Regions from separate parts of the Zea mays genome. Here region 2 is linked to region 1. The links are chromatin contacts, called in public Hi-C maps. All regions are on one chromosome and are shown on one strand. Each heading gives the region's core, a stretch centred on a gene start, on an enhancer-like site or on the middle of the called end of the contact. The rest is flanking DNA. Distances are from core to core; before and after follow the strand shown. Region 1 holds the start of LOC100383835. Region 2 holds the start of LOC100273650 (putative carboxylesterase 8).

Region 1 (2,979 bases), core at 147-2,646:
GAAGAGGGTGAGCAGGGGCCCTTAGTGGGGCGGCGGTGAGCGAGTGGGCGGGCGCGACTATCGTCGTGTGGGAACTGGAGCGTGGGGCTCCTGGCTCCTCCTGCTGCCAAGGCTGCGCCTGCGCGAGCTGCCCCTGTGAGGATGATGAGCTGTCCTCCATAGCAGGCTTTATCGCGACCAGACTGTAGGCTGGCTGCGACGTCATAGGGATGAACGCAACGTCGTGGCGAGCGGGCATCTTTGCACGGCTATGGAGGCGAGAAGGGAGGTAGCGGCACAACCAGCGACTTGACGGGAAAGAAGAGGACGGGGTTGCGGACGACGTGGTGGCATGGGCGGAATCTGTGTTGCGGGGGCGGGGCGGGGGAGGCAGGGGCGGGGGCATGGTTGTGCATGTGGTCTACACTACCGTTTTAATAAATAGTAAACAAGATATAGATACAAATGAGGACCTTCTTCAATCTGAGATGTTGTCATCCACTATGAGTTTAGATATGTACTGGGTTATGGAAAAAATCGTTGTTGTCTAAGGACAACACGTCTTCAACGTAGATCCGCCCCTGCTTGTGCGACATGCAGTGTTGGCTAGGGATAAAATGGACAGGTCCGTCCGTTTTGAAATTTAGGGAAAATTTTGAAAATGGGTCGAAAACAGAAGAGAGTCTATTCTGTCCGTTTTACGGGATTCTGTTTTCTCGGTTGAATCCATTTTTATTTCGTATTTGAAAAATCCTGGATCGACTCTATATGTGCATTAGCTAAAGCTTCGTATCTCTAGGTGGTAAATTATAGCACAAGACGTTATTCTAGTCATAGACTCTTCTCAACGACAAGTGACATAAAGACTCAAACAACACCAGTGATAGCTATATATTTGTCAATAGCAAGCTAACAACAATAAAATGTCGTCCCTTTCTATCTACTTGTTTCATGTTGTTACTTTGCTAGTCAATCACTAGTTAGCCATCAATATTATATATGTTCATAATAAATTATGAGTTTCCACTTGATATTTTCGCTTCTATTCATTTGTGTACACTTGTTTATCCTGTTTCTGTTTTTGTTACCGACTATTCTGAACCTGATTCATTTTTTAGAAATGAAGAGATGGAAACGGAAGAGACATTTTTTTGTCCGTTTTTTATCCCTACTCGGCGCCCGGCGGGCCAGTCTCAATATGGGCTGGATGTGTTGGTCTGGGAATCCGTCGGCCGATGGAATCATACTTGGGGCTGTATTGATGGTCCAATACTCTCTCTTACAGCTTCCTCTGCGATTTGCAGAGGCCCAAATCGCTGCTATCTGGGCTGGTCGTAGTGTTTCGCGGGAGACGTCCATTCACCCACACCTTCTCAAAAAAAAAAAAACTGTCACATCTCCAGACGCGCCCGCCGCCCGCTGCCATGGGACCCACGGAATCCAACCTCACCCGCCGGCTGCCGCTCGGCTGCCCTCCGGCCTCCGGGCATCGCCATCGGAGTGTGCAGGAACCAGGAGGAGGCCGGTAGAGTCCGTGCACCCGGGTCCCACTCCCCTGAGGCCGTCCGTGGCTCCGTGCAAGATGGGGATTGCGCAAGGGTGCGAGGTCACCATCCCCGCGCCTGGTCATCAGTGTGAGTTGAGATTCTGCGTCTCCTCGCTCGATTTACTTGCAGCCACATGCTTGCGAGTTGCGGTACCCAGCTTAGCTTTTTCGAGTCCTTGCTAATCTTGGTGGGGACGACGGAGACCTGATGCTATGCTTCCTTCCCTCCCTGTGCTGTTGAGTTCCGCTTCCACAGCTCGTGTATGGCCGACACGGTAATCGCTGCGAAACGAGGTCATGCGCGTCTTCCTTGTGCTTTCGGATGCACCGAGGCTTGCCATCCAAAATTCGCTGCAATGCTTAGCTAGATCGAAGGCCTACTTACGCTCAGAGGTGTCAGCTTGGGGATCCCCATCTTTTATCTCTTGTCGTGGTTAAAACAGCGGCCTGATATGTCAGGTGTTTGTTCCGCAAAAGGGTTGGACTTCCCACGTTTTGGGATGAGAGTTTGTTCGGAATAGCATGCTCAAAGTCATGGAATTTGGTCGCAGGGAGTGATCAAGTAGGTACTAGGACAGTCCTCTCCCTTTGGTGGTGCTGTTGATTCCTTGCAAGACCTGTACCTCTGTGCTCAGATAATCCAGCATGTGCTGCATTCAGATGGGAGATTGAATGAAAGTGTGTAATACCAGTAGCTTCCTCAAATACTGCAGATTGAATGCACGACAGGAACATTCCAACTTTGTTGTCGGTATCCATTCTTCATGAAGACGTCAGTATAGCCGGCTCCACTGAATTCTTCAAATGGAATACCTTGTTAATTATCTGCAAAATTTTGTAACCAATAATGGAGCACTTGGAGGCTCATAGAAGCTACATTTACTAGCTGGATTTTTAAATTGGTTTCTCTTTGGAGAAGTAGGTGCAATCTTTTTTGTAAGCATAGTCAAATTTTTACCCTTTCAGAAAGTTCTTGTGCCGAAAGCTTGTGGAATGTGGTACTGAGGACCACTTAATTCAAAACTAAAGTGGCTAGGTGATCATATTTCAAGGCCTAAATATTTAGAATGCCTCCCCTAATCAAGACTTTTTTCCCCTTGTCAATCTACATCAGTTGCACTGTTTCATAGCTGGAAGGTTGGTAATCCAGGCTGTCAATCAGTGAATTAGTCTGACGGGATGTAGCGATACCCAGCCCATTCTCTTTTAGTGGCATCTCCTAAAGTTAGTCTTCGTAATGTGAGCAGTAGTCATGTTCATGGAAGATTCAGGAATACCAAGTCTGATTCAGGAATACAAGTCTTTTGCTAGGATGTTGCACTATACTGTGGTTTTATACTTTTATCTGTCAGTAACTGCCTAACTGGTGGTGAATTTCTAGTTTCTTCTGCGTGTTTTGTCCATTTCATTGATCAGCTTGATCATTGGTGAATCACAATTGAACTTGGAATGAT
Region 2 (3,286 bases), core at 115-2,614, 150 kb after region 1:
AAGAAAACACTATTCATAAATATGATTAGAATAGAGATTGAAGTGATTAAGAGGATTGGTCAAGCCAAAATGAATAAGATATGAGGAATCGTGAATTAGCTTAACCATATTACTATTAGTCCATATATGCTTCTATGAGAATCAAACTAGAGCTTGATTGATCTTAGTTTGGCACCGCTCAACTTATGTTAGGCTAACTCCAGCAGCACTGCATAAGTAGATGCACATCTAATTCGTTGGACAAAGACGAGACGTTGCAAAAAACTATAGTTTTTAGCAGACTGCGAGAACAATCACAAATCCTTCAACAATTGGCACACACGATGTGACATGAGAGTAGGCCTGTTTGCGTGACCGTGGGAACTCACGAGGATGCGCGATGCCGTGAGAGAACAGACTTTTTGCGTGACCGCATACACGTGAATAGTATAATTTTCTTGCTCATTTTTTATATCCACGACCTACTAGAGATAACTTTAATGTTACTTATAATCAACTAAAAATCTAATAAGAGAATAACTCTCTCGTGATATAAGTTCAACCTAAGGACTAGTTTAGTGACAAAAAGATCATGGTATTGGATTTTTAGCTCTTCCTCCTCTTGCAAGCAGAGATGGCCAAACGGGCCGCCCGGCCCGGCCCGGCCCGGGCCCGGTGAAGCCCGGCCAAAAACCGGGCCGGGCCTGCTGTGACATCGTGCTCAAGTTTCTGTCCAAGCCCGGCCCGCAGCGGGCCTAAACGGGCCGGGCCGGCCCGTTTAGCACGAAAAAAACGGGCCAAAAACGTGCTAAACGGGCCGGTAAGCACGTTTTAGTGTAAAAAAACCGGGCTTAACGGGCTTAGAGGTAAACGGGCCGTACCGGGCTAGCCCGCCGTGCCTAGTTTCCTGTCCAAGCCCGCCCGCTTATTCTACCGTGCCGGTTTCGGACCGGGCCCAAAAACCGGGCTTCGTGCCGGGCTCACGGGCCTCGTGCTTTTTGGCCATCTATACTTGCAAGGTATTTTAAAATTCATGAGTAGTCTATTTTTAGTTGACTATCATTAAACAGGCTATTCTTTTCTCTTTATTTTTCTTTTTTTATATTATCCCAAATTTGATGTGACATATACTTGCTTCCTCTTGTGGCGACTGGTGCAGCCACGTTTCCCACCGCGCCTCCTCGTTTCCATCAGAAAACTGCCCTGATTTTGTGCTGATTTGACGCCAACCACCGACCCACGCGACCCACGGGCTGACGGGCCACAACACCGGCGCAGCGCCAGCGCATGCATTTATACCTCTACACTCTACAGACACCATTGCGAGCCGCCCGCGACGACTTTATACATCCGCTTCCTCCAGTCATCAAAGAAACAGAGCGAGCCTAGACTGTGAGGAAGAAAGGACTACCATGGGCGACGTCGCTGCCGGCGCTGCCGCCCTGAGTCCACCCCCGATGACCAAGGAGACCAACCTCTTCATGCAAATCGTCGTCAACCCGGACGGCACGGTCACGCGCCCCGAGGTCCCCCTCGTCCCGGCCTCAGCCGTAGCCGCTGGCGGCGTCGTCTCCAGGGACGTGCCCCTCGACGCCTCCGCCGGCACGTACCTCCGCCTCTACCTGCCCGACCTGTCCTCCGCGCCGGCCGCCAAGCTCCCCGTCGTCCTCTACTTCCACGGCGGCGGCTTCGTGATCCTCTCCGCCGCCACCGTATTCTACCACGGCCACTGCGAGGCGATGGCCGCCGCGGTGCCCGCCATCGTGGCGTCCCTCGAGTACCGCCTCGCGCCGGAGCACCGCCTGCCCGCGGCCTACGAGGACGCCGCCGCGGCCGTGGCGTGGCTCCGCGACGGCGCGCCGGGGGACCCCTGGGTCGCGGCGCACGGCGACCTCTCCCGCTGCTTCCTCATGGGCAGCAGCTCGGGCGGCAACATGGCGTTCTTCGCGGCGCTCCGGACCGGGGGCCTCGACCTGGGCCCCGCCACGGTGCGCGGCCTCCTGCTGCACCAGCCCTACCTCGGCGGCGTCGACCGGACGCCCTCGGAGGCCAGGTCCGTCGACGACGCCATGCTGCCGCTGGAGGCCAACGACAGGCTCTGGAGCCTCGCGCTGCCCCTGGGCGCCGACCGGGACCACGAGTTCTGCAACCCCGTCAAGGCCATGGCGCCGGAGGCCCTTGCCGGCCTGCCGCGCTGCCTGGTCACCGGCAACTTGGGCGACCCGCTGATCGACAGGCAGCGGGAGTTCGCTCGGTGGCTGCAGGACCGCGGCGGCGCGAAGGCGGAGGTCGTCGTGAAGTTGGACGTCGCGGGGTTCCACGCGTCGGAGCTGTTCGTGCCGGAGATCGCCGAGGTGCTGTTCGCCGCGATGCGCGAGTTCGTGTACACCGGCGACGCTTGACACGTTGAATTTCGTGCCGGCCGGTGACAAGTGGACATACGTGTTGCATCGTTGTGGATTGTGTGACCGTGCGCAATAATTCTCGGCCGTGTTGAATCTTGACAAACTGGCACCAGAGCCACCAGGCGGCGACTACTATGTAACACGTGAGTACTGTAGCAGCTACCGCAACGCACCGGACCGCCGGACGTGTAGTTTTCGCGACGCGTGCAGCTATCGGCCACGGCAACGAATATAGGAGATGTTTTGTTCGGATTTTTTTGGCCCGCGACCATTCTCAGCGCTATCTAAAACTATCTTCATCACATTTCTTATCAAATAATCATCTATCTCATGCATCCTCTATTTCAAACTTCTATCTATAAACAGTATCATATAAAGTTACATATTTTGTATTTTCACACTGTACTGGAGACAGTCTAATAGCGTTATTCAACCCCCACACTAATCCCATCGTCACCCCGCCTCCAAATCCGGTCAAATCAGATCTTCCAGTTATCGAGGACTCTCCCCGTGACCCTGTCGTCCCCTCGCCTCAATCTTTGCTTGCCAATCCCCCTCACTTGGATGTCCACTCTATTCCCTTCGATTCCTTCTCGATGGATCTCCTTTGCTCCTTTTCGGATGCGAACGACGTGCGGCGTCCCGTGGAAGGTCTCGAGACCCATGTGCCCCCGTTGGCTGATGAGCCCGCTCTGCGCCCCAACGTCGTGGGATCCCACCGTCTCGTTCTGCCCCATGGCTCGTTGTAGGTTGTGCGGAAATTCTTCGGTCGGCGTTGTCGTCCTCTTCATGCTTGGCACCCTCCACCCCACCCATGTCATCAGATTCGTCATCCGCCCGCTCCCCAGACGTAGATTCTTCGGTCTCCTCTAAGTGGTTGGGGCCTGCGGCTTTGATGGCCT

Evidence for each region. Hi-C and Micro-C count contacts between places; a contact is called where the count stands out from the background.
Region 2: a Hi-C map of leaf mesophyll shows a contact between it and region 1, with 1.8 times the contacts expected there. The contact joins the promoter of LOC100273650 here to the promoter of LOC100383835 in region 1. A contact is called at or near these places in 6 of 25 Hi-C or Micro-C datasets (bundle sheath, ear, endosperm and 2 more).

What each region holds. Positions count from the first base shown.
Region 1 is chr1:211,804,843-211,807,821 of Zm-B73-REFERENCE-NAM-5.0, forward strand. It overlaps LOC100383835, which reads left to right and starts at 1,397. Exons shown (of 3, transcript NM_001176467.1): 1 at 1,397-1,613.
Region 2 is chr1:211,950,279-211,953,564 of Zm-B73-REFERENCE-NAM-5.0, forward strand. It overlaps LOC100273650 (putative carboxylesterase 8), which reads left to right and starts at 1,365. Exons shown (of 1, transcript NM_001148064.1): 1 at 1,365-2,718. The coding sequence starts at 1,392. The coding sequence ends at 2,381.